7 separate regions of the Mus musculus genome follow, and regions 1, 2, 3, 4, 6 and 7 are each linked to region 5. A link is a contact called in public promoter capture Hi-C data. All regions are on one chromosome and are shown on one strand. The core of a region is the stretch at or near the end of the contact, and the rest is flanking DNA. Distances in the headings are between cores, read along the strand shown. Region 1 holds the start of Cldn14 (claudin 14). Region 2 holds the start of Morc3 (microrchidia 3). Region 3 overlaps Dop1b (DOP1 leucine zipper like protein B). Region 4 holds the start of Dop1b (DOP1 leucine zipper like protein B). Region 5 holds the start of Atp5o (ATP synthase, H+ transporting, mitochondrial F1 complex, O subunit). Region 6 holds the start of Chaf1b (chromatin assembly factor 1, subunit B (p60)). Region 7 holds the start of Cbr3 (carbonyl reductase 3).

What was found. Promoter capture Hi-C pulls out the DNA fragments that hold promoters and counts their contacts. Capture Hi-C pulls out chosen DNA fragments and counts their contacts.
Region 1: a contact with region 5 is called in a promoter capture Hi-C map of liver, with 2.8 times the contacts expected there. The contact joins the promoter of Cldn14 here to the promoter of Atp5o in region 5. A contact is called at or near these places in 1 of 39 promoter capture datasets (liver) and 1 of 115 datasets of contacts at active chromatin or transcription factors (large pre-B cells).
Region 2: a contact with region 5 is called in a promoter capture Hi-C map of liver, with 3 times the contacts expected there. The contact joins the promoter of Morc3 here to the promoter of Atp5o in region 5. A contact is called at or near these places in 3 of 39 promoter capture datasets (hippocampal neurons and liver), 1 of 484 Hi-C or Micro-C datasets (B cells), 3 of 115 datasets of contacts at active chromatin or transcription factors (astrocytes, embryonic stem cells and extraembryonic endoderm stem cells) and 1 of 9 other capture datasets (embryonic stem cells).
Region 3: a contact with region 5 is called in a promoter capture Hi-C map of liver, with 3 times the contacts expected there. The contact joins the enhancer-like site here to the promoter of Atp5o in region 5. A contact is called at or near these places in 4 of 39 promoter capture datasets (the C10 cell line, hippocampal neurons and liver), 1 of 115 datasets of contacts at active chromatin or transcription factors (large pre-B cells) and 1 of 9 other capture datasets (liver).
Region 4: a promoter capture Hi-C map of embryonic stem cells shows a contact between it and region 5, with 5 times the contacts expected there. The contact joins the promoter of Dop1b here to the promoter of Atp5o in region 5. A contact is called at or near these places in 3 of 39 promoter capture datasets (embryonic stem cells, hippocampal neurons and liver), 2 of 115 datasets of contacts at active chromatin or transcription factors (astrocytes and embryonic stem cells) and 1 of 9 other capture datasets (adipose tissue).
Region 6: a promoter capture Hi-C map of adipose tissue shows a contact between it and region 5, with 2.7 times the contacts expected there. The contact joins the promoter of Chaf1b here to the promoter of Atp5o in region 5. A contact is called at or near these places in 1 of 39 promoter capture datasets (liver), 2 of 115 datasets of contacts at active chromatin or transcription factors (embryonic stem cells and microglia) and 2 of 9 other capture datasets (adipose tissue and liver).
Region 7: a contact with region 5 is called in a promoter capture Hi-C map of liver, with 6 times the contacts expected there. The contact joins the promoter of Cbr3 here to the promoter of Atp5o in region 5. A contact is called at or near these places in 5 of 39 promoter capture datasets (the C10 cell line, embryonic stem cells, hippocampal neurons and 2 more) and 3 of 115 datasets of contacts at active chromatin or transcription factors (astrocytes, embryonic forebrain and embryonic stem cells).

The regions. Positions count from the first base shown.
Region 1 is chr16:93,927,374-93,931,256 of GRCm38.p6, reverse strand. Cldn14 (claudin 14) reads left to right here and starts at 1,690. Exons shown (of 2, transcript NM_001165925.1): 1 at 1,690-1,948. It overlaps Gm31012 (a long non-coding RNA gene), which reads right to left and starts at 1,915. Exons shown (of 2, transcript XR_385072.3): 1 at 1,553-1,915.
Region 2 is chr16:93,830,252-93,833,854 of GRCm38.p6, reverse strand. Morc3 (microrchidia 3) reads right to left here and starts at 1,734. Exons shown (of 17, transcript NM_001045529.3): 1 at 1,507-1,734. The coding sequence starts at 1,545. Gm30881 (a long non-coding RNA gene) reads left to right here and starts at 763. Exons shown (of 3, transcript XR_876266.3): 1 at 763-1,004.
Region 3 is chr16:93,778,964-93,782,619 of GRCm38.p6, reverse strand. Dop1b (DOP1 leucine zipper like protein B) reads right to left here. Exons shown (of 37, transcript NM_027293.1): 24 at 1,808-1,863; 25 at 315-419; 26 at 142-208. Among named protein-coding and RNA genes, the nearest start is that of 2310043M15Rik, 14 kb to the left of the region's middle. Within about 2 kb of position 1,814, at least 92 of the 459 cell types and tissues checked have an H3K27ac peak or open chromatin away from gene starts, as enhancers often do.
Region 4 is chr16:93,709,766-93,713,456 of GRCm38.p6, reverse strand. It overlaps Dop1b (DOP1 leucine zipper like protein B), which reads right to left and starts at 1,550. Exons shown (of 37, transcript NM_027293.1): 1 at 1,389-1,550.
Region 5 is chr16:91,929,431-91,932,936 of GRCm38.p6, reverse strand. It overlaps Atp5o (ATP synthase, H+ transporting, mitochondrial F1 complex, O subunit), which reads left to right and starts at 1,307. Exons shown (of 7, transcript NM_138597.2): 1 at 1,307-1,417; 2 at 2,533-2,583. The coding sequence starts at 1,382.
Region 6 is chr16:93,882,522-93,886,335 of GRCm38.p6, reverse strand. It overlaps Chaf1b (chromatin assembly factor 1, subunit B (p60)), which reads right to left and starts at 2,435. Exons shown (of 14, transcript NM_028083.4): 1 at 2,361-2,435; 2 at 1,715-1,870; 3 at 845-977. The coding sequence starts at 1,840.
Region 7 is chr16:93,681,328-93,684,827 of GRCm38.p6, reverse strand. It overlaps Cbr3 (carbonyl reductase 3), which reads right to left and starts at 1,609. Exons shown (of 3, transcript NM_173047.3): 1 at 1,215-1,609. The coding sequence starts at 1,503.

The DNA.
Region 1 (3,883 bases), core at 441-2,940, 2.0 Mb before region 5:
AGCAGCTGTAGCAGAAGGCCCACCCAGACCAGTCTTTGCAGGGAACCTGGCAGGCTGCTGTGCACTAGGTCTGCAGCAGGCTATGGGCGCTTCAGCCTGTGGGAGTTCACAGGCTGAGTGAGCCTTCCCAAAGCACCAGGCTTCCTGAGAAAGAAGAGGTCTGGATGGGCAGGTCTGTGACCTCCATGAGATCCAGCTGGAAAGCATTTTCTCAATTAGTGATCCAAGGGTGGAAGGCCCATGGTGGGTGGCGCCATCACTGGGCTGGTAGTCCATAAGAAAGCAAACTGAGCAAGCCAGGGGAAGCAAGCCAGTAAGAAACATCCCTCCATGGCCTCTGCATCAGCTCCTACTGCCTAACCTGCTTGAGTTCCAGTCCTGACTTCCTTGGTGATGAACAGCAACATGGAAGTGTAAGCCGAATAAACCCTTTCCTCCCCAACTTGCTTCTTGGTCATGATGTTTGTGCAGGAATAGAAACCCTTACTAAGACAAGGTCACTGCCAGAAGTTCACAGTCACGACCTTAAGCCCTAACGTGGCCCATTCTCCCAGGTTCTCCATTTGGCTCTTGGCCACAGGAAGAGCAGATGGGAGGAGGGTGTTTCCATTCATAACAGAGGGCACAGTATGCCTAGAACACCTTCCTCATGAGCATGGGTACGGACACCTAGCTACTGTCAACTCAATGCTTTTGGATCTCTTCTTTCATATTTATATATAAAATATGTGGCAAAACCTTGCCACACCGAGGACCAGCCGTCTCCACACGCCAAGCCTTGGTTCTCAGGGTGGCACCACCAGGAGCTGATAGGCAGGGCTTGATGAGAGGGGTTTTGTTGAGAGACATTCTCATGAAGAAGATTGTGAGACCCCTTTCCTTTCTGCACAACCATGCCCAGGGCCACCTGCCAACATAGTTTTCTACAGCGTCCCCTCTGAAGTTCCCGTGACTGCAGAGTGCCATGGGACACCTTGGTTCAGTGGCATAGAGGGCAAATGAAATCAACAGAAAGACAACTCAGTGGTTCTCAGCACACCCTGGCATCCCAAAAATCACACTCCAGACACCTGACGGACCTGCAGGCATTCCCGGCCAGGACAGGTCCCTGTGCCACTTTGAGGTCTCCAGGCCGCCATCTCCTACCTACTGAGAAGACTGTCTTCTCCTTTTGACTCTTATCTTCGACTCCTGTTACACCATCCCTCATTCAGTGCTACGACCCTTGACCTACTCAGCGTCATTTCCTACCTACAGACTGCAACAGAGTCATCCCTCAGCCATTATAGCAAAAATGGCCTGAAAGAGAAGTCGCTCCTTTCCCAGAATTCCCTCACAGCCCTCATCAGGATTGGGAAAGCAAATTGCTCAACAAGGAAAAAGTCCACAGCCACATGGGGCCAACCATCAGGTGGACGGCTCGGGGGATGCGTCCCTGTGGCCAGCAGCTGCGGCAAAGGAGTCTGGTGACCAATAGTCAACAGAGCCAGAGCAGGGAGGTCAGAAAAGGCTGACACAGAGCAGTGGGTAGGAGAGATGAGGTTTCACCTACCAGCCACAGGGACCCATTAGACGGCCGTGTGTAGATATCTCTGGCATTCTTGTTCCAAACGCAGATAGGACATTTCCGGTTGGTCTTGAAAGTTTGCCTCAGCAGGGCCACCTTGTAGGGCGCACTGGCTGGTTAATCTTCTAACCAGAGGGCATGTGTGCCCACGCAGGCCCGACTCAGAGACCGTAATTGACCAGACAACTCTCTCTCAAACACACTGGCCTTAGAGCTTCCATTCGGCGAATGAGGCAAAGCCAGAAGACTGTGGTGTCCTTGCTGTGTCTCCGTGGTCTACCTGAGAGCATCAAGGTGGATGGGACTGGAGCTGTTCTGTATGTGAGTGGAGTGGCTGCAGCCGGCAGGCATTTATCTCCAAAGCTGGGCCCTGCCTGTCAGGTGTGTGGGTGGTTGAGTTGAAAGGCAGGTCGGTGGCCTGGCGAAAGTGAACGTTCTCCAAGGGTCCTCGGTCCTGGGTGTGGAGGGGACCCTAAGACGTTGGGGGTAAAGGGCACCCAAGCTGCTGAGGACCTAGGGAGGGCAGGGATGTGGTCCTACAGTATCCGGGCAAAGCTCCCTCTTCGCTTTCTGGGTCTCAATTGAGAGCAAACATGAATGGAGATGCTTGGAGACTGTTTGTCACCTGGGGAGGTGCCATCATTGTCTCTGGCCGCTCTGACTCCTTGTGGGGAACCAGCGTGGTTCAGCACTGTTCATAACTTCTGCCTTGAGAGCATCCTCTTCCTCATGAGAACCTCAACCTAAGCCCCTGAGCCCCAAGCTCAACACAGCCACTTGGGAGGAGGGAATAAGAAGGAGATACGAGAGCTTGATTCCTCTATCTATCTATCCATCCACCCATCATCTCTCTCTCTCTCTCTCTCTGTGTGTGTGTGTGTGTGTGTGTGTGTGTGTGTGTATGATCATGTGTTTGAGTATTTCCCACCTTACTGTTTGAGACAGGCTCTCTCCTTAGCCTAGAGATCACCGGTTAGTGAGCTAGCTGACTAGAGAGTCCAGGGACCCAGCACCTCTCCAGTGCTGGGATTTTAAGCTCTGGCCACCATGCCTGCCTTTTGATGTGAGTTCTGGGCATCAAACTTGGGGCCCTTGAGTTTACACAGCAAACACTTTACTAACTGGGCCATCTCTCCAGTCTTTTGGCTGTCTTTTTTTTTTTTAAGATTTATTTTATGTATATGACTACACTGTCGCTGTACAGATGGTTGTGAGCCATCATGTGATTGCTGGGACCTCTGCTTGCTCCAGCCCCACTCGCTTTGGCCCAAAGATTTAGTTATTGTTATATGTAAATACACTGTAGCTGTCTTCAGACACACCAGAAGAGGGCGTCAGATCTCATTACGGATGGTTGTGAGCCACCATGTGGTTGATGGGATTTGAACTCAGGACCTCTGGAAGAGCAGTCGGTGATCTTACCTGCTGAGCCATCTCTCCAGCCCCTTAGCTGTCTCTTAATAAAGGTAAAAAATAGCACAAAGAGGGAAAAATCCTATGCAATTGTATTTAAAACCCTCAACTATCTTAAGCCCCATATCCTCAGCAGGAGCCATAGTAGTCCCAAGGCAGGACCCTGAGCAAAAGAGAAAGAGAATTGTGATTAGCATCTTGAGAGGGTCTCCAGACCTGGGAGATATTTGGGACCGAGAGGTTTAACTCTTATACTTCTGAAGGTCTAAATCTTTTTGGTCCTGGGTTTAGATTTGAAGTTGGCAAACTAGAGGGTCACCCATGATACCAGACCCAAGGTCTTTCTACCTGGATCTGAAACAGCCTGTGAGCTCAGAGCTTCTTTGTCCTTATCTATCGAAATGATCAAACCTCATCCCCGTGCTCCCTGAATCTTCCAGTGTGCTCTAAACTGGGCTTGCAGGTTTTTATTGTATTATCTCAGCATCTTACTCACAGCCGAGAAAGCCTCTGCCTCAGGGTGGTAATGTGAGTCACGGAGATGGAGCAGTTTGCCTGTGATCACTCAGGGTAGGAGGCAGTGCCCGTCTCTGCCCTTATCTGGATGCCTGTAATCCACCAATTGTAGAGGCTTACTGTATTTTACTTTCTTATCTGTGCAATGGGATCAATGTCTCATGAGACATCTTCAGGAACACACACACACACACACACACATACACACACATACACACATACACACATATACACACATATACACACACATACACACACACACACACACAGAAAGGAAAGGAAAGGAAAGGAAAGGAAAGGAAAGGAAAGGAAAGGAAAGGAAAGGAAAGGAAAGGAAAGGAAAGGAAAGGAAAGGAAAGGAAAGGAAAGGAAAGGAAAGGAAATCTT
Region 2 (3,603 bases), core at 485-2,984, 1.9 Mb before region 5:
TTAGGACTTCTATAAGGCTGGGGATACAGCAACATAAAGAACATTTGCCTGGCAATCAGGAAGTCAGCCACTTGTTGGGTAACCCAAGACACACACTCACCACCACCGCCACCCCCATTACTCACAGGAATCTAAATCCTGTTCCAGGACCTTAGTCACTCATAATTGACACAGGATAATTTCTATCACTATCCTGGGAATAAGAACTCTTTTGGCGCCGGGCAGTGGTGGCACATGCCTTTAATCACAGCACTCGGGAAGCAGAGGCAGGCGAATTTCTGAGCTCGAGGCCAGCCTGGTCTACAGAGTGAGTTCCAGGACAGCCAGGGCTACACAGAGAAACCCTGTCAACAAACAAAAGAGCAAACAAACAAACAAAAGAGCACAAATTGCTCTTACAGAGGACCAGGATTCAGTTACCAGCACCCCATGGGCCAACTCATAACTAGCAGTGAGGGTTCAGAAGTCCTCATCTTCAGGTGCATAAGACACACACACACATAAACTGTGTGGGGGGAAACCGTACTAACAGGCAATTTAAAACAAAACATAACAAAAAATGTGAAGAATACTCAACCTCACAAAAAAAAAAAAAGGCAGACGCGATAAAACTAGGTAACACTTCATGCACACTTGGGGCTATCACATCCCAAATGACGGAAGTAGCCTAATGAATGGACGGAGACCTGCATTCTTGAAGAGCACCTACGGGAGGTGCTTTAACCTCCGGAAATCCTTACCGCTCGCCAACGAAATTACATAACACAGTAGTACCGCTTTTTTTGCCTTTGAGACAGGACTTCCCCTTGTCTCCCTAAATTGTCCTAGAATTTGCCTGCTTCGGTCACCCGAGCGCTGGGGATGCCAGGCATGGGCCACCGCAGCCATCCTTCAAACATCAAGGAAGTAACTTTCCCCGCTTAAGACCTCAGGGCCGGCAGAGAATAAAACTTTGCAGGAATCATCAGGTGAAGCCACGCCCACAATGTTTTGGACCCGAAAGTGTAAGTCCTTTTCTGCGACCACTCCCAGCCACCTCCAAAGGGTTTGCCACCAATGGGCTCGGCCCGAAAAGGCAGGGGCATGCCAAGCAAGCGGAGGAGATGAGTCCTAGCCTCCGCTCCTCCGAGCCGGGACCGACAGGGACGGACGCGTGCAGGAACCGCGCTGCACCGCAGCCCACGCCGCCCCGACGAGGCCCGGCGGCTGCTCCCGGGGCGGGCGGGTCGCGGAGGGCGCGGCTCCCACAACAGCTGTCGGGCGCCGCAGAGCCGGAGGGAGGGAGGGAGGCCGCCTCGGCTTGCCCCGAGATGCCGCGAGCGCACCGGCCGCGCGTTACAGCCGCTCCTCCGAGCGAGGAGACATGGCGGCGGACCCTTGGCCCCGCCGCGACCTCCCGGCCGCCGCGCCAGCCCTTGAGTCGCCGCCGCCCACTGCCACCTCCTGGCTGGCCCGCCTGCCCGCCCTCCTGGGACCCGGCCCGCTCCTCCCCTCGCGGCTGCTCACCGCGCTGAGGCGGATCCCGGTGGGTGGCTGCGCCGCCATCTTGAGTGAGCTACAAAGCCAGGACCGGCCTCGGCCGCAGCCCGACTGGGAGGCTACGAGTCCGCCGCGGGCTTCAACGCCCCGCCCACTTCCGGGGCGGAACCGACAACACCAGGCCACACCCACTCATTTCCGCCTCGGGCAAAGGCGAATTAGGATTCTCAGCAGAGGCTTGCCCGAGCGGGCCTGACCTGCTGCGCGCGCAGGACCCAGGCGTTGGGCGCATGCGTAGGTGAGCGGGCGGGCGCGAGCTCCTCGCCTCGCGTAGCTGGACCTTGAGATTGAAGATTGGCGCGAAGAATGATGTGTAGAAGCTAGGCAAACTCTGATGAAAATCGCACTGCAAAAGTGTAATCCATGGCCGCTGGTAATGATGTTACTGGAATCTTACAGGACAAAATGAAGAAAATAATTACTTTTTGGGTTTGCCTGAAAATCATCAGCTTTTATCCTGGTAGTGGTAGCGCACGGACACGTTAATTCAGTGTGTGTGGAGCCCGGTACTGCAGCGAGTAGCATGTAGAAATTAGTCAAGAAAGGGATGCTAAATAGTACAAGTAAAGAGAAGGTTAAAAGATTTGCAAGAGTATTTACTGCAGTCTTAACGATAGTCATATTTTTATTTATAAAAGTTCAGACGGGCAGTGGTGGCGCACGCCTTTAATTCCAGCACTTGGAAAGCAGAGGCAGGCAGATTTCTGAGTTCAAGGCCAACCTGGTCTACAAAGTGAGTTCCAGGACAGCCAGGGCTACACAGAGAAACCCTGTCTCGAAAAAAAAAAAAAAAAAAAAACAACAAAAACAAAAAAAAACTAAACAAAACGAAAAAAAGTTCAGTTCATCTTCTGCTGATAAACAATTTAGTATCCTTTATTATAGACCGCTGTCTATTAAACACTACAGTATGGGATGGATCCTCTCCTTTTCCTACACGTCAACTGTGTTTTCTCTTCATATTTTAACTGTAGGCTTGTAAAAACTTAAATACTTTTAAATTAATAAGGGGATGTAAAATTAAAACCTGTGGTATTCACTGTTTTTAAGAGTGAATAAGAGGCACAAGATAAGCAAAACTGGTGTCTAGTCTTGCAGAACAGGTGGCTGTCAAGACAGTTGAACCATGATGGCCGGTCAGTGAGCCGTGCAGTCAACCTAGAGAGTGTCAGCAGCCCAGGCTGCGCAAATTCTCCACTGAACTGCAAATAGCTTAGTCTAGAAACTCCCCTGTGGATTTGACCAGAGGTTTGTTCCCATGGGGATTCTAAATCTTGTCAAGTTGACAGGATTAACAAGCAGGTCAGCCTTGTTTTCCTGTTTCATCCGAGTCTGGTTGTCTTTGCGGGGAAAACAGTGCCTAGGGTGGGACAAATACTTGTTCATCAGGGAAGAGGATTCCCCACGGGATGCAGCTGAGGAAAGCCTGTCTCGCCACATTTTCTTGAGATCCACATAATCGCTTTGTTTTTCTTTTTGAAAGAGAGCCTCCTGTAACCCAGGCTGGTCTGCTTTGTACTTGAGGTTGACAAACTCCTGACCCTCTTGCCTCTATCTCCTAAATCCTGGGATTATAGATGTGAATCACTACCACACCTCCCTGCAGTATTTTGTTTGTTTATTGTTGTTAAACACACGTAAACTTCACCTTTTAAAGGTCAGATTAGGGGCGTTCAGTGTGTTCCCACAATGGAGGTCAATGCAGCCATCCATCTTCCACTCTCCCCTTTCGGCCCCTAATGACTACCATGCAACTCTGCATGGATTTAAGTGAAATCATGAAATATGTAGTGACACGTGGTAGGCTTTTTCTCTCCCTTGGTGAGGCAGATATAGGCCAATTTAGATCAGATTAAAAGTAAATAAAGACAGGTTGATTAGGAGGCAGCTCTTGGGTGGGTTCAGTGATCTAAGCCGCACATCCAGGGTAAAGCAAGGGGGTTTATGGGTCTTGTGCGCGGGGTGATGACGTCTGGGATTGTGCCTATACATAGTCAAAAAGACCCCGTGTGTGGGCAGCTCCCAGTCAGAGTGATGACATGTTAGTCTGGAGTTTTTTTCTTA
Region 3 (3,656 bases), core at 565-3,064, 1.8 Mb before region 5:
TTCCTTCCTGAGTGGAAGAGGCTTAGAACCCAGGCAAAGCTAAGATGCAGTTCTGGGTAAGGGTTATTAGCAACAGTGGCATTCTTACAGACTACAGGATGACAGACTACTGGACCTTCCCCAACAGTCTCATATACACACCTGCAGGTCTTTTTGGTCCTTCTTGCTTTCCAGGTTGGGTGTTCTTGTCACAAAGTCATTCAACATGCTGTTGAGAGACAATCAGCTTCTGGTCAAAATGTTACAGAAATAAAGATAAAATGTATCCCTCCTATAGAAAACACTGTATCTGTGTGGATGTGGAGAATCTATACCTGAGAAGCAGAAAGTATCCAGGGGGAGCCAGGTTCAGCTGCGCAGCCTCCTTCAGGACGCCCAGGAGGGAAGGGAAGGCCTCCTGCAGGTCTGGTATGGACAGTCTGTTTAAAAAACAAGACCAAATCTGAGCACATTTCAGATGCAGGGAAGCAGCTGGGAGAACAGCACAGCTGCCTGGCCTCATGGCTGCCCGGCTTAGTTTATTACAGTCTCTGCAAGCTCAGAGTCAGTCCTGGGGCAAGCACCTGCAGGTGGGGAACCTGGAGCAGCTTCTGACATGTGGCCACTCCGCCTTTCACTGTCTGGAAAATGAAAGCCTTGGCCAGCTGCTCAGCTTTCATTCTTGGCCATGCTTGCCCAGCGCTGAGGACAGCATGCATCATGGGTGGTAAAGACGCAGCGTGAAGGGAGGTGAAACACGCATTTGACCATTGCCCAGGGCAGCTCTCGAGAGGGTCAGGCCTCTACGGCAGCGAGGAGGGTGCTGACATCTCGGCTGTGCAGCCAGGCACTGCAGTACAGTTTGCTAAAGCACAGATGCAGTCAGAGGGCCCCAGGTCCACACCCTGGTGCCTACCTTCCTGCCTCTTGTTCCACCTTGGTGGCTCCTCCTCTGCAGCAGAAGGACGATAAAAATCTGCCCTGAAGCTGCTGAGCAGCTCAGAGCCACTAAAAGCCACAGAGGTCAGCTGGTGTCACAGTAGCACTGGCTATCCCAAAGAGTGGCATGACTAGCCCAGAAGACTGCAAAAGATGCTCCTGAGAGAAGGCTGACACTAGTTTGAATTTAACATCAATCAGCCCAGTGACTGCTGGGATGGCAGTCCTCAGTTTACCTGTCTGTGGCTGCACACTGTGAAGAGGAGGAGTAGCTGAGATGTTAACTGTGCGAACCAAGGAGACTTCGAGGGTTGTCACATTTATTTACTGTGAGCCCCAACCTGAACCCCGAACCCAGCAACCCTGATGGGTGTCGAGCACAAGGCCTCCAGATGGTGGTGCTGTTTGGGGAGGCTGTGGCATTGCAGGGTAGGAGGCATGGCTGCCCGAGGTGCACGTGCCCCTCCATCCCTCACTTAGCCCAACACAAATGGCCCTCTGCAAGCTGTGACAGGAGTACAGCAACAGAGGCCCTGCTTTGTGCACGTTGGGATCCCTGTACAGCAGCTACAGCCCAGACTTAGATCCAGCTGGGTCAACCAAACCACTTCTCCTTTCTCTCCAGGGGCCTTGACACTTCCTACTTGCAGGTCTTTTAAAGCCACGTTCAGATAAACCTGAACCTTTCAAAACTTAAAAGGCCTCAGGTAAAGCTTCACTGGCACAAAGCCTTCAGTGTGCAGCGTGTGGACTTTAAAAATGTCGCTCTTCAGAGACAGAGAAGTACAGATACTGAGGCCACGCCCACGTGGGAGGGAGTGATGACACTTAAGCTCTCTGAACTTAGCTAATTCCTCACAGTCCCTGCCAACGCAGGAGACGTCATTACCTTTGGATGAAAGCATAGCAGAACTGCAACACAGGAATGTCCACCAGGGGAGACTTCTGAAAAGGAAGGCAACATGAGTCACTGCAGGTGGGAAGGAAGGGAAAGAAGGCAACACCAGTCACTGCAGGCTGGTAGGAAGGTAAAGAAGGCAACACCAGTCACTGCAAGTGGGTAGGAAGGGAGAGTATCAAAGAACTCAACAGAAAACTCAACAGGGCTGCAGCTGCTAAGGTTTGAATCTGAAGTGCCTCCCACGGGCCCATGTTACACACACTGGTTCCCAAAAGTGAAGTGCTGTTTGGGTGTCTGTGAGACACTGGGGGAAGACCTTTGGAGGTCACATCCTGGCCCCTGGATAGGCCTACCTGGTCTCTTCCTGGTCTGCTGTGACATGAACAGTCTCCATACATGCTCCTGCTGCTACCATGGGCTGAGTGGCCCTGCCAATGGACAGAGCCTCAGAAGCCATTAGCAGATACATATGTCTTCCCTTCCTCGAGTTGTCTGTCTCTTCTGACAGGAACTGTGGTTACGTGACATAAGTTTGAGCCAAAGACTCTTGTGTAAACACGCACTAGCAACACTAGCATATACCTGGACAACCATATCTGTGAGGTCCCAACTTGCGGACCAGGAAGAATGTGGATCTTCATAAGCGCACAGAATGGCCTCTTGGCAAAACAAGGGTCTAGTCCTTAGTGGAGGAGCGTGCCCTGCCTAGATCAGAGTTCCTTAAGTCCTGACCAGCTGGAGTTACAGGAGGAAAAAAAAAAAACAAAAAAACACCCAAATAAACTTTTCCTCTTAGGAAGCTATTTATAGAAGTTCAACTAAAATAACCAGAGAAATACCAATCTTCAATCAGATGGATAGAATCTGGTTCCCTTTTCACACCCTCTAAATAAGAAGTTACAGCTTTCTATGGACTTTCTAGTAACTTGAAAAACACAACCTAAAGAGGCCCACTGGTTGTACTGTGCATGTGCTGTCTCCAGGGCGCAGCCCTGGCATCTAAGGAAGTAGAGCTAGCCTGACAAGGGCCCCCAGGAAGGGCTATTTCCTAGTCCCACTTCCTGGCCCGCCTACTTTAAGGTCTAGGTACAGCGACAGGTGAAGGTTGACAATCAACCAACAGAGCTCCAACAAATGTGGAAGGGAGCTGTCTGTGTCCTTGGACCTTGTGCCTCAAGGCTGATTCTCTAATCGCCTCTCAAGTCTCTTTACTGTGACTCTGAGTTCATATATGTGTAGTCCATGTGTGTGCAGTCCATATGTGTACAGTTCGTGTGCATGACTAAAGGTGGTCTTGATAAGGACTCTTAGATGGTGAGGTGGAATCTTGCCAGACCTGTCATGAGTTCCCTAGTTCAATCCTGCCACTCCATGCTCCTGCCCCTGAGAACTAAAGACTCACCTCAGAGGGAGGGACAGAGGCTGAGAAGGAGGCCGTCACCTGGAGCTCGCTTTAGCTCCTATAACAGGCAGGTAAGTAAGTCAGCCGCTGGATCTGACCCACCAGCCTTGAACTCAAGTCTCCGGCCCCACAGCTGGCAATTCCATACAGATGACATCTGAACTGGAGCAGACAAGCCCTAGCTCCTTTGAATCTGTAAATACATGGCTTCATGACTTCCCTCTGTCCTGTAACTATACAACCATGGAACCTTTTCACAGTGGGACCTCAGGATAACTTCACTTTGTCTTCTCAGACCATGGTCACTCAAATTTGGCCCAGACAAACTACTTTGTTTCCTTCCAAGCAGAGCAGATTGACAGCTGTACTTTAAAGCTGTTGGCTTCAGTCCATGCAATCCATCTCTTCCTTCCCTGATGGTCTGGATAAGTTGTG
Region 4 (3,691 bases), core at 301-2,800, 1.8 Mb before region 5:
CTTCTCTCTCTCTCTCTCTCTCTCTCTCTCTCTCTCTCACACACACACACACACACACACACACACACACACACACACAGAGCTATCCGAGTCTGGTTTGGACAAGAGAGGAAAGAGGAAGGCAAGCTATCAGCAAAGGAGTCCTCGGAGCCCACAGGTGTGGACTCTCATGATGCCAGGAAGAGCTGCATCACTGAGACGGTGAGTGTCCAGGATGACAGAGAGCGCCTGGCTGCCCTTGGCAAGGAGGCTGTCAGCCAGGTATGAACAGGCAGCAGGTGCAGTTCTTTCTCTGTGAGGGCCCAATGCTGGCACAACTGCACAGGTAAGAAGCTCAGAGGTTATTCAAGCGAACCCCTTCAAAATACGGGCATGGGGAATTACAACACTACACAGTTTCTGTGTCAGCTCTACACTGATTTCACTTACGAAACACACTGGAGTCCCACAAGGGACATTACTGCCGAAAGATGGGGATATTAGGGATTAGTGGTAGGCATAGGATTCGGGCTCAGTTCTGTTATACAATGGCTAGGTCAACCTCTAAACAGCCCCTCTCACAAGCCATCTCCAACACCTATTTTTGTGAGATACAACCGCAGTTCAGTGGGCTGATAGCGCTATGGAGGCTACAAAAGATAATACGCAAAGCCCTATGCACACGTGCACCCGATACCTTTACCTTGAAACAGAAAGCATTCGTAGGAGTGCTCTCGCCTTACCCATTCCTAATTTCTAAGCTCAGGTGAAGACGCAAAAGCCATCTGCTGGATCCGGAAGTCGGTTGTAAACATGCTTACAAGGAAGGAGTATGATGAACACAGTAAAAGCCGACAATCAGCAGCCTTCCTATTTACTTGCTGATAATGTCCCTGCTTCTACAGCGCATCAACCCTCTTTACCAACTGGCCCAGTTTTGAATTCGGTCTTTTACACTGAGATCAAATAGCACTAGAGGGGGGAAAAAAAGCAAGACACCTGACACTTCACAGGAATAGCTTTTAAAGGTGGGGTGTCCTCAACAACCCTACACAGGCTTCCCGAGATGGGGACTGCTGTCACCGGGTGAGCACCTCCTCCGCGGCTTATCCGCCGGCGCAGGGGCAGGCTGGCTGGTGCACGCCGGCTGCTGGGACACCATTAGGGAACCTGGAAGCCCTGCCCAACAAAGGCTGAGCTTCCAGAACGGCCCTGGGCCGGCTAGGCTGACAGCGGTGGCCATTCGACCTCCACCTGCGGCCCGAGGCCCGCTCGCACGGACCCTGCCAGGCGCAGAAGGCCGGGTCTGAAGCCCACACCCACGCGCGGCCGTACCCGCACTGCAGCAGACGCGCCACCGCCCGAGCTCTACGCCTCTGCCGCTCCGGGCCCGCGGGGACCACACTTACCGGCGGCCGCGGACCTCGGCGGTGGGCGTGGGACGGAGCCCGTCGGCTGCGGGACAAGGCGGCTCTGCGCTTCGGCAGAGACCTCGAAGGCGGAGGTATCGCTGCGCCTCCGCCCAGCTGCCGCCACTCCCGGGAACTGGGCGGCTGGGGGCGGGGCCGGAAGGCGGGACCTCGGGGGGCGGGACCTGGAGGCAGGCCCTCGGCGTGGGGCGGGGTCCTTAGCGGTGACTGGGAGGGGCCATTGTAGGCGGGGTCATGACGTTGCGCGTGAACGGGGGCGGAGCCTTAACGGTATGGCGGCGCCTCTCTCCTCGTGGGCGGGACTCTAGGCGTGTGGGCGGGGCCTTGGTGGCGGGGTTGGTTTGGCCTCTGCGGCGTGGGGCCGCGCCCTGGTCAGTCACATAGGGCGGAGAGCGAAAGAGGAGACTTGGAGGCGGAGGGGTTGGGGGAGGGGTCTGGCAGAGTGGGTGGGGCCTCGGTGCTCAAGGCGGGGCTCTGGACGCGTGGAGCTGCCAGTGGACCGATGGTGGGTGGGGTCTCTGAGGGCGGGGTTTTTGGGGCTGGAGGCTGGTCTAAACTTGGGGGGCCAGTGGTGGGCGTGGCCTTGCGATGTAGTCGGGTAAGGTCTCACATAAACAGGCAGGTAAAACCCTGGGCTTGGGGGGTGGGTATGGGGAAGGGGGCTGAGTATGGGGAACCTTTGGGATAGCATTGAAAATGTAAATGAGGAAAATACCTAATAAAAAAAAAAAAAGAGAAAAAAAAAAAAACAACAACAACAAAAAAAAAAAACCCTGGGCTTTCCGGACTCTGGGAGCAGGGCCTTCCCAGTGTCGTGCACCCTTGGGCTTTGCGTCAGGACCACACCCACAATCTTCATCGTGGGGTGGAGGCAGGAAGAATCCCAGGTAACAGGAACAGAAGGCTTGGGGGTTCCGGGTTAAGGTGTCCATGCATCCTCGAAGAGTGATGGGGTCTGGGAGCTGGCAGGATTCACTCTGACATTGACCGTGTCTTGATGACGCCAGCAGCAGCGCTGCCAGATGAAACAGCGCCTTCTACCGACTAAGGTTATTTCAGTGATAGCCTATTCCATGAAAATTTTAGAAAGAGCTATCTAGTGCTGGCTAGTTTTATGCCAATTTGACACAATCTAGAGTCAGCTGAAAGGAGAGAACCTCGATGGAGAAAATACTTTCATAAGATCTGGCTATAAGCAGACAAAACCTTATTTTCTCAATTAGTGATTGATGGAGAGGGCCCAGCCCATTGTGGGTAAAGACATACCTGGGCTGGTGGTTCTGTGTTCTTTTTTTTTTTTTTTCTTATTTTTTTTATTACATATTTTCCTCAATTACATTTCCAATGCTATCCCAAAAGTCTCCCACACCCTCCCACACCCTCCCCTACCCACCCATTCCCATTTTTTGGCCCTGGCGTTCCCCTCTACTGGGGCATATAAAGTTTGCCTGTCCAGTGGGCCTCTCTTTCCAGTGATGGCCGACTAGGCCATCTTTTGATACATATGCAGCTAGAGTCAAGAACTATGGGGTACTGGTTAGTTCATAATGTTGCACCTACAGGGTTGCAGATCTCTTTAGCTCCTTGGATACTTTCTCTAGCTCCTCCATTGGGGGTCCTGTGATCCATCCAATAGTTGACTGTGAGCATCCACTTCTGTGTTTGGTTCTGTGTTCTATAAAAAAGCAAGCTGAGGGCTGGAGAGATGGCTCATCAGTTAAGAGCACTGATTGCTCTTCCAACGGTCCGGAATTCAAATCCCAGCAACCACATGGTGGCTCACAACCATCCGTAATGAGATCTGATGCCTTCTTCTGGGGTGTCTGAAGACAGCTACAGTGTACTTACATATAATAAATAAATCTTAAAAAAAAAAAAAGCAAGCTGAGCAAGCCAGTAAGCAGCACCTTCCATGGCCTCTGCATCAGCTTCTGGCTCCAGGTTCCTGCCCTGCTTGAGTTCCTGCCCTGACTCCTTCAAAGGTGAACCATGATATGGAAGAGTAAGCCAAACCCTTCCTCCCCAAGCTGCTTTTGGTTGTGGTGTTTCATCACAGCAATAGTAACTAAGACACCATCCAAATCTATTTAGTAATTGCTTATAAAGCTCAGTGAATATTTTTTCTGGGAAAAATAGATTATATCAGATTCCAAAATAGATATATCCAGGAAGGCAAGTAGGCTAATCGGGTAAAGGCACTTGCTGCTCAGAGTTTGATTCTTGGATAAGAAAACCAGCTTCTAAAAGCTGTCTTCTCACACACACACATACACACACACACT
Region 5 (3,506 bases), core at 58-2,557:
AGTGGAGTGAAGTATCCACACACAGCTAGTGAGAGTGTAAGCCGAAGAGAAGCAGCTCTGCCTCATGTGCCCATGTGCTCATGCTCACTTGTCAAGCTGCTCGATCAACTTTTAAATTCTACTTTTGAAATTATGAAAAAGTATATCTAAAGATACTCAGATGTGTATTAAAGTAATATATTAAAGTAATATAAACCACGTGAGTTATGTTGAAAAGTCATAGAATGGTTAAGTTATAGAATCAAAGTAGGTTATTCTGCAGCTATGGACATGTTTATTAAAGTGCCATAATTTAGAAATTTGCTTATACAAAATGTATTTCTGAGGTTGGAGAGACAGCTCAGCGGTTGGGCACTGGCTGCTCCTGCAGAGGACCTGTGCTCAGTTTCAGTACCCCCTGGCACCTCACAACTGCCTCTAACTCCAGCTCCAAGAGACTAGATGTCCTTTTCTGGACTCTAAGGCAACAGGCACACATGGTACACGTGAATATATGCAGGAAAACACTCAAACACATAAAACAATTTCTAAAAGAATGTATTTGCAACCCATATAATTCTGTATCCATCTTCCCTCATATTAAAAAGTAAATTATATATAGATAAATTATATATAGATTTTGAGTCTGTGGGTATAAAAAGCACAAACACGGGCTGGCAAGATGACTCAGCAGTTAAGAGCACTAACTGCTCTTCCGAAGGTCCTGAGTTCAAATCCCAGCAACCACATGGTGGCTCACAACCACCGATAATGAGATCTGACGCCCTCTTCTGGTGTATCTGAAGACAGCTACGGTGTACTTATGTATAATATAATAATAAATCTTTGGGCTGGAGCGAGCAGAGATCCAAAAACAAAAATTAAATCCCCAACAACCACATGAAGGCTCACAACCATCTGTACAGCTACAGTATACTCATATACATGAAGTAAATAAAGAAATCTAAAAAAAGAAAAAAAGAAAAAGCACAAACACACCTGTCAACTGTCCTATGTAATCAAAATATGGCCAGAAGAGCCAAGAAGTGCGCCCGGGTAGGTTCACTTTTGGTTTTTGTTTTAAGTAAAGCCTGAAGCATTGCCACAGAAGCACACTTGGCAGGTTCAAGACGAGTCAACGATGTTGACGATGCATGTGCAAAGAGTTTAAATCTAAACCTAATTTCAGACTTAATTTTCTGGTTCCGGTTCACGAGTCCAGCCGGACCGCGGCAGGTACGGACTACAACTCCCAGCATGCAAGAGGTTCTTACCCACACTCCCGGGCTCCTGACGCGTACATTTCCCAGAAAGCCGAGCGATCACGCTGGCGCGCGCGCGTGCGCTCTGGCGCCAGTAGTCTCTTTTCATTTGGGTTTGACCTACAGCCGCCCGGGAAAAGATGGCCGCGCCTGCAGCGTCCGGACTGTCTCGACAGGTAGAAGCTGGCGGGAGGCTCCCTCCCAGGGTTGCGGGTCCCCGGCTCCCATCGCCGCGTGTGAGGCCGTGGCTGAGGGGTCAGGCAGCCCGCCCAGGGTCGTGGGGCCCGGCGACTGCAGGCAGCGTGGGGCGGATCCGCGTTTCGTCCCCGTGGGGAGTGGGCACGGATTTCTCTGTCTTGACCTTGACATCCAGGACTCACTGCATAGCGGAGCAGCTGGCAAGGGCATGGGAGAGAGCACTGGGGAGAGTACATGCCTGTCCTTGCTGGTAAACCTAAGGGCTGCCTGCTGCTTAGGATTTTGAGTGTTGGAAAAGCGCATCCCCTGTGTTTATAAAGAAGGGGGGAAGGGCTAAACGTCTCCCCTTTGGCTGGCAGCTGGTGAGTGATGGCGAGCTTGCAACAGGCCAAGTCCAGCAGAACCTGGAATTGGGTGGAAAAAAATACGTGCCTGGGTCATCTGCCATGATAATTTTGTATCGACAGCCGTCATGGTTTTCATCTGCACCATACAGAATTATTACTAAGGCGTTAGAAAGTTTTTTAACCCTCATAGCCAGTTCCAATCGAGTACATTCTAGTCTAGAGAGAGTAGTATATGACTGTGACCTGTGCCCTCGCAAAACGCTTTTTAAACTGGATTCCAGGCTGCTCCAGTGACAGACACAGTGCCTGAAGCCTGGTGCTGTATCAAGAGATCTTTGGTCTTAGATAGCATTTCAGTTCCTAAGCAAGTAGGTTTCCTTGAATTAAGACTGGACTCATTTCATGTTCATTAAAGTTTTTCTCAAAGGTGATGTAATATAAATCCTCCGCTTTCATAAAGCATTCTTCCCAAATGTGATAAAGCTCTTAATTATTTTGAAAAATTCCACTTTGGGAAGTTAGCAGCTTTTCTCTCTCAGCTATCCAGGGAGGAAGGTGTTGGGAAGGCAGTTTCTGGAGGGATTTGGGGTGATTCTCAATAGGGAGTGTATAACAAAGAGCAGCTCCCACTCATATAACCTGTGTGATGATAGAAAGGAATTGCGCAAGTATTTGATTAGATTATTTTAACACATTGCTAAGCTAATGCAGAAACCCTGTCTGATCTGTTTTCTTTTGTTCTAAAGGTTCGGAGCTTCAGTACATCTGTGGTCAGGCCCTTTGCCAAGCTTGTAAGGGTATGTCAGCTTACTTATTTGTGTGTGTGTGTTTGGAAAACAATGAAAGAGTGAGTTGAACAGAAATACGTTGAAGTGTGTAATTAATAACCTTGGTCTGCAAGGGTGGCAGTTCCCAGATGAGTGCCTGGGTGCAGGGGATGCTGTTGGGCGCCTGTCACACAGGGTGGGCTCAACCCTAGACTTTAATGTTCTAAAAATAACTTGTTTGGGCCCAGCAAGAGCTCAGCAGGTAAGGGCTGGATGGCAGGCCTGAGGGTGTGAGTTCAATCCCTGGAACCCGGAGGGGGAAAGGAAAGAAAGACCTGAAAGTTTTCTGTTCTGTTCTCTGCGTGTAGTGCGTGCGCGCGCACACACACACACACACACACACACACACACACACACACTGTATGTATAAAAGACTCTTAAATTGTTTTTCCTAGCAATCGTCCATAGACAAGCTAGCCTTTCATTCTTTTTTTTATGAAGGAACTGTTTCTAACAAAAGAAAGTGAAGTGCCCAGATTCTCACACAGTTGATACTCTGTGGCAACTCCGAGTTGCTCAGATGTGAGGCCTGCTTGCAGCCTGCACCTTGTTTCCCCAAGCAGAATCAGTACTGACAGGTACCATTCCCAGGCACCAAGAGTCTCACCATTGATTGCAGAGGTCTATTGGCCTATTCTTTTTAAACCAGAAGTCTGACTGACCTCTGGCCCAAGACAGATTGAAGTATGGCTGCACGTGCATTTATTCTATAGTTCATTGTTACTAATTCATGCATGGCAGAATCTGAAGATATCCTGGGCTGCTGTATGCTCTCGGGCAACCAGGCCAGTGATCTGCACTCATGGTCCCCTTAGGAATAGCAGAATACAATGCTCTAGGGACGTTGGGTGGAACTTACAGCAACACACGCTACGCTTAATAACAGCACCAGA
Region 6 (3,814 bases), core at 1,186-3,685, 2.0 Mb before region 5:
GCTGGACAGATCAACACTCTTCATGAGCCGACTAAAGGGAGGTTTCGGTCTTCGAGGCTAAGGGACTTTGTAATGGGGAACTGCCCTAGGGCCACCTTATAGGAGACAGCCTATTGCCCCCTCAAAGCTGTTCCACTTACAACAAATATGTGAATGCATGCATGTGGTGTGCGTGTACAATGAATGCATGTACACAGACACTCACACCCCACATATTTTGGGCATTAGGGCGCAGAACGCAACTATTCCTCTTTTTCCAAACCAAAACTAAGGTTTGTTTTACTTTCTACTGTTGTCTAGAGTATTTAATGTACGGTATAAGGATTACTTTTTCTGTATTCTTTTATCTCATTTAAAAACAGGTGCACAATACAAATTAATCTACCCCAAACAGGCACAAATTCTAAACATTCCCGAAGCCCATTAATTACACAGAGGTTCAGTGCTGACTCTGACAACCAGACAAGCCCCTGGGATGCTGACAGATCTACCACACCCAACCAGCCTGCAGGCAACAAATGGAGAAAGAACTATTTTCAGATATATCTTCTGAGTTTAATGGGTGTCCTTCATCTTCCATCTCTGACACACTCCCAAAATGTTACCTGTTTAGTGAGCTGAAAGGCAGCCAGGGGAATAGATACAATAAGCTCAGATCTCACAGTCCTATTCTCTTTCCCTGAAAAGACTGTTACTATTTAGCCAGGCCTGGTCTTGAACTCTCAGTCCTCCTGTCTCAGCCTCCAACATGCTGTGATCACTGGTCCATGTCAACCCAGCTCAAATGTCATTATTAGACAGGAGATTCGTGTCAGGTTTAAGGATTAATAAGGACAATACTTACCATCTCCTCCAGATGCTAAAATCTCCCCAGTTGGAGAAAAGCGTACAACATTGACAGCTTTGGTGTGTCGAGCAAGATTGGAGAGAAATTCCACAATGGCTTTCCCATCTGGCCCCCTCTCCAACTTCCAGATCTGTCGACAGCAAAGCATACATTGCAGAAACACACTAGCCACCTCCTAACTCCCTTCCAGGAGACAACAACTTATCTTCTGGCAGAAAATGCAATTTCTTTTTTGAAACTTTGTAAATCAAAGGAAGTATTAGCAGAAATGCACACCATCAGTCCCCTTACCTGCTATTCCCCTCTTCCAGTTCTTTAGAGCAAATGGGCAAAGCACAGAGCACAGGAGCTAGGCTCAGTATTACTATTTTGAGACAAGGTCTCACCTAGCCCAGGCTGGACTCAAACTCACTACTGTTGAGAATCTCAAACTTCAGATCTGTACCGTATGGGTATTGGGGATACATGCCTGGCACCACAGAGCTCTTCCTAGTTTAGTATTCTAAAATACTGAGAACCCACTTGTAACAATGTAGCAAATAGCCGGGCCGTGGTGGCCCACGCCTTTATTCCCAGCACTTGGGAGTCAGAGGGTTCGAGGTCAGCCTGGTCTACAGAGTTCTAGGACAGCCAGGGCTACACAGAGAAACCCTGTCTTGAAACAACAAACAAAACAAACAAAAACAATGTAGCAAATGTTAAGAAAGCTAATCTTCTCAGCATTCCTTGCTTTCCCCAGGCCTCAGAACTTAGTACACTGGACTAGGTGGCAACCCGACTTGAGTTGCTGCCTTCAGTTTTAAACAAAGGAATGAAAACGTGAGCTCCGCGTAGAACCTCCCCGTATCCTCCCGCCTGTCCATTTACCCTGACGGCGGTGTCCACCCCCGCGGATGCCAGCCTGTGGATCTTCCAGGTTGCCCCATGCTGGAAGTCCAGGCTGTACACTGGCTCCTTGTTGTGCCAGGCGATTTCACACGTGATCACTTTCATCCTCCAGAGTTTCCGCCAGGCAAAGGGAGGCTGGAAACGTTAGCAAAGAGTTAAACAGCGACCCTGGAACATGAAGGGCGAGCCGGGGAAAGAGCACAGAAGCCATTAGCGACGCCGACGGCTCAGACACCTGCAATCTTCAGCTAAAATGCTCCCGCAGGTAGAGAGACTTCCACCAGTGTACGGTTCCGGAAGAGAAAGAAACCAAACACCCCAGACGGAGGCGAGGACGGGCAGCACAGAGCATCGTGTTGAGGTGGGGTCCCAGAGACCGGTACCGGAGTACTGGCTATCATCCCGGGGAGCAGCAAGGGAGGGAGTTCACGGGGAGGGGCGCGGGTCCGGGCGGCCCAACCCGGCCTGGCGGAAGGCGCGCGAGTCCCGGTCCCGGTGGGGACTGTGGTCTGGGACGAACTGCCTTCTGCCTGCGCCCGCGCTGAGATCAGAACTCACGGCCCCGGTGAGGAGCTGCAGCCCAACCCAGGTCAGAAGCGCGGAAGCCGGGTATCAGCAAACCTACCTGCAGTAACTCGGTCCACCCGGGGCCGCCACAGCCCGCAGCTTCCCGCGCGCCGCAGGCCACGCCTCCGGTCACGCCTCCTCGGGGCGGAGTTCCGGGGCGTCCCGCCTCCGCGTGGGCGGGGCTGTCACAAGACAAAGTCTCTGAATGGGAGGGTCCAGGGCATCCCTCCTCCCAGTGGCCAGCAATCTCCCGGCACCTTGGCTTCCGGTGGGCGGAGCTCTGGGCTCTTTTCTTTCTCGTGGGCGGGGCTGTCGCGGCTCGTGGCTCCTGTTGGGCGGGACTGGGAATCCCATTCCCGCGCCTCGGAGGAGTCCAGGCTCGTCCAGCTTTGACGTGCTAACCCGAGATGCAAGACGTCCTACCTACCACGCGTCAGTGTCACATGCTCATCGGACAGATCTTCCCGCCTGGAATTTACGGTCTAGAAAGAAAAGCGGGACTAGAGACGCAGGCAGCTGATTGCACGCTTAGCCAACAGCAGCGGTTCTGTCACCAGCCCCTGCCGGTGATCTCAGCACTCCAGAGGACCCTAAGAGGAAGGTTATCCTCAGCTACAGAGAGTTCCAGGCCAGCCTGAACTAAAGACTAAACAAAAAATATATAACATTTCTTATAGGGCAGATGGGAAACTTTGGGACTCATCTAATATAACCAAATAAGAGTGTCCCAGGCAGTGGATATTTGAGAGCTGTCCTGCCCCACCAAATATCTCAAAATGGCTCTGGAGTTTCAAAATGTCAATAAAACAGCAATGCCTTCGCCCTCTCTTAGCGATGTGACAGACGCCTAGAATGGTTGTTATGATGGTAATCCCAACACTCTGAAGGTGGAAATGGGAAGATGATCAGGAGTTCAAGGTCAACCTTAACTACACAGCAAGATTGAGGCCAGCCTCATGAATGTGTAGGAACTTCCATTCCAATTATGTAATGGTTAATTTATCCACCATGACCTTCTCAATAATGTCACATATTTTTTAAAGATTCTTGTCTCCTATGGTTTTGACTTCTTACAGGCCAGCATATGAAAGTTAAGGTTTTTTTTGTTTTTGTTTTTGTTTTTGTTTTTTTTTTTTTCCAAGACAGGGTTTCTCTGTACAGCCCTGGCTGTCCTGAAACTCATTCTGTAGACCAGGCTGGCCTCGAACTCAGAAATTCACCTGTCTCTGCCTCTCAAGTGTTGAGATTAAAGCCATACACCACCACTGCCCGGCGAAAGTTGGGTTTTTATAAAGAAATGATCTCAAGAGCTGGAGAGGACTCAGCATGTAAGAGCACTGGCTGCTTTGGTCAAGGCCCTGGGTTCAGTTTCCAGAACCCACATGGTGGATCATGACACAGTTCCAGTTAACCCAACACCCTTTTCTGACCTCCAAAAGCACCAGGCACACATATGGTGCACATGCATACATACTGTGATGGCTTGTATATGGTTTGCCCAAGGAGTGGCAC
Region 7 (3,500 bases), core at 360-2,859, 1.8 Mb before region 5:
CTTTAAACTAGAACTTGATCATTCTAAAGGTCTTAAGAGCATAAGGAAAGAACTTTCTGGTCCACACCTCAAGTTTCTCATCAGCCACGCTCATGTCGCGTCTCAAGAACACTCAGTTTTGATCTTCCTGTCTCAAGCTTGAATAGGGTTCCTGGAGGTTGGGAAAAGATGCTCTGGTGAGGCTGGTGTAAGACCTCAGCTTGTGTGGTGGGGCAGCTGCTGCTCAGATTTGCATACACATGGCCCACATTTAAGTATGAACCTCCAGGGCCATAATTCACCAAACCTTCCATCCGACAACGCTGAGAGTGGCTGAGGTGGTGAGCTCGCCCCTCCCCTTCCCCAAAGCCCACATGCCAGAGTTTGGAAGTGCGGGTACAAGGGTGTCTTGGCTCTCACGCAAGGCGCCTATGGGTGTCCAGGGCCAACTGGAGAGTTTTCGGCTGCACAATAGTCTCCCTCCCTCGTTAGTCTCCGGCTCTCTCAGCATTTTCAGTGAAGCTGGAATGTTTGTTTCAGTTCCAGCACATGGCAACTGGATAATTTTGCTAATTGGACATTTGTTAGAGTAAGCGATCTTGTTTTGTTTTTTTGGGTTTTTTTTCCCCTAAAGGAAGATGATTTCCAAACCGCACTTGCAAGTTTAATAACAAACCTAGTTCCCCGAGGAGGAGGGAAGCAGAGCTCGCTTCCTTTTTGCCAGAGCCTCTCAAAACGCTCCATTAAAGCGGGTAGGAAACCCACTATCGTGCCAGGGCGCTAATTGTGTCCGGGCGACCCATTTCCTGTCCTCAGCAGATATCTACTGGCATCTATGAATTCGCCCTTGTTTCACGCGAAGCGAAAGCTCCAACCCTATTTTTTTGGAAGACCCTTCTCTGAGAAAAGCCTTCGTGCGTGGGACAGAAAGCTGATGAGCTTGACAAGGCGTGGTCCCCTCCCAAGAGACCGGTTTTCTTCCAAACAGGCGCAGCTGAAAGTTCCAAGGAGGGCCTCCGGCGGAGCACAGGCCCGCACAGGCCGCCGGCCGGGTCGGGCATGGAGTGGGGTGCCTGGGCGGGCCCGCACCCGAGTCACCGCACGGGGGAACTCGCCACGCAGAGCGCGAGCCGGGTGCACCCAGGCGGGATGGCGCAGCCTCCGGATCCCAGAGGCTCACTGCCCAGCACCCTCGGAAAACCCCGGGACACCTCCTCCTGGAGCCCCACACCTACTTCTAAAGGCGATGCCCGCGTTGTTGACCAGCACGTTAAGTCCCCCGTACTCCTTGCGCAGAAAGTCGCGCAGCGCACGGATGCTCTGCGGGTCGTCGATGTCCAGCTGGTGGAAGCGTGGGCTCAGGCCCTCCGCCTGCAGCTGCTGCACCGCCGCGCGGCCCCGCGCCTCGTCCCGCGCCGTGAGCACCACGTCCCCGGAGAATTTCCGACACAGGTCACGCGTGATCGCAAAGCCGATGCCTTTGTTAGCCCCAGTTACCAGGGCCACGCGGCTGCAGGACGACATGTCAGAGGGACACACGGACCACCTGATGGCCGGGCCGGCTGGGCAGCGGGTCACGCGTGGTCAAAACCGTGGCGTAGGACTAGATTCTGGGACCCGGCGCTGCGACTGCTAGAGAGCAAGGCCTTGAGAAGCCTGTCCCTCCCCTCTGAGGAGGAGCCGTCTGTTCCCGAAGGGTCCGCCTCCTCCCGCTCGCCTGCCCGCCCGCCCGCCGGCCAGTGTAGAGATCCTGGTTCCGAGCTAAGCAGTGGTCAGGGACAAGCGCTGCTCCCAAAGGAAGGGGTCAGCAGGACTCGTGGCAGTCGGATTGAAACAACTATTTTGGGGAAACTTCAAAAGGAGGAAAACAAATGCTCCGTAATTTTCTTGGGCGAGAACCCGTCGTTCTCTGCAGAATGCAAATGTTTGCTTCTGCGGAACTCGCTCTGAGATTACTTAACACACCCCGCGGTTTGCTCAGGGACTTCAGGGAACAGTGCCTGGGAGTAGACTGAACAGGTGTGGGCGAGCCCTCGCGGCTGGAGGTCTCGGTGCGCCCCCACGTGGGAGAGAAGGCTCATGTTTATCGAACTGTTTTGAGTAGTACGGGAGTCCTCAGTGCCGGTCTTTGGTTTATTCCAAGTGTACTGGGTATGCAGATAGATCTGCATTGGTCTCAGTCTATGCGAGTCATCTCCCAAGGAGATGCTGAACCTACGAACAAAATTCCAGGCGTGTCTAAGTGTGGGCACGCAATCAGACCTCCTCCCTTCTTGGGTGGAATCGAGTCTGTGCTGATCCTACTTGGCTAGGGATTGTGAGGTTGAAGGACAATTAAGTCCTCACTCACAGTGATTCAGCGTTTCCCGAGCTGATCCGGCCAAACTGCCTTAGCCTCTTATTACGGACTCCACCTTCTGTTTCAAATGAGGTGAGGAAGGTGAGCTCTGTGGGGGCCTAGCCTGCCTGTGATGTTAACTTGAGAGGATCTAGGAGACAGACCTCTCTCTCAGCCTGTCTCTGAGGGAGTTTCTCAGTTAGGCTGACTGGGGTAGGAGGCCCACCCTAAGCTCAGTACCGTTCCAGGGACTGGGATGCTGGACTGAATGAAACGGAGAAAGTGAGCTGGGCCAAGGCTGTGGAGCTGGCTCCGTGGGTGAAGGTTATGAGGACTAGAGTTCAAATCCCCGCTCCACACAACGTGGGGCAGTGTGGCTGCTGTGTGACCCCAGAAGCAGGATTTCCGGAGGCGAGCTGATTAGCCAAGTCTGCAAGGTCTGGTTCAAGTGAGAGACCCTGCCTCAAAGAATCAGGAAGAGATGAATAGCAGAAGACATTTGTCAACCTCTGACCTCTGCATACACGGGAACCCCGCCCCCTTCCTCCCAACCCCCACACACAGTTTGACCATCTGTCTTATGCTCATGTGGTTAGGACCCCACAGTGTTGGACTCTCGAACTGTGAGCCAGGATAAACCCGCTCTTAAATCGCTTTTTCTTTGGTTATGTGATCAAGGCAGCAATGGGAGTAACATTTACAGAGTCCGGGACAACTTTTTCTGCTTTCTCTCCTAAAGACCAGTGGGGAGTTCAGAGTGTAGTTCGGTGATGGAGCACTTGCCTAGCATATCCTTGTGAATGAGAATTCCTGAGAAGAAGTTGTGCCTGGCTGTCTACAAGACTCCTGGAAGGAGTTCTGTGCCTGAAGAGACTGAAGGACAGGCTGCTGTGGGGAGACTGGGATTCTGCAGGTTCAGAGGTTAAGTATCTTGGACTAGGTTTAGCTTCTGGAACAACTTCTCCTTGTCAAATCTGAGCCAACATCTCGTGATAATAAATAAAAGCCTCTTAGATGCTACTGACGCGGTGGGACACTGGCTTCCAGCAATCCGAGAGCTAAGAATGTCCTGAGGTAGCATCTTGGGCCCACAGAACAGCTCCGTCTCACTGTACCTGCCTCTCTGCTGTGCCCATCCATGGATTTCAAAGATTCATGACATCCTCTGGGAAACTATAAAACC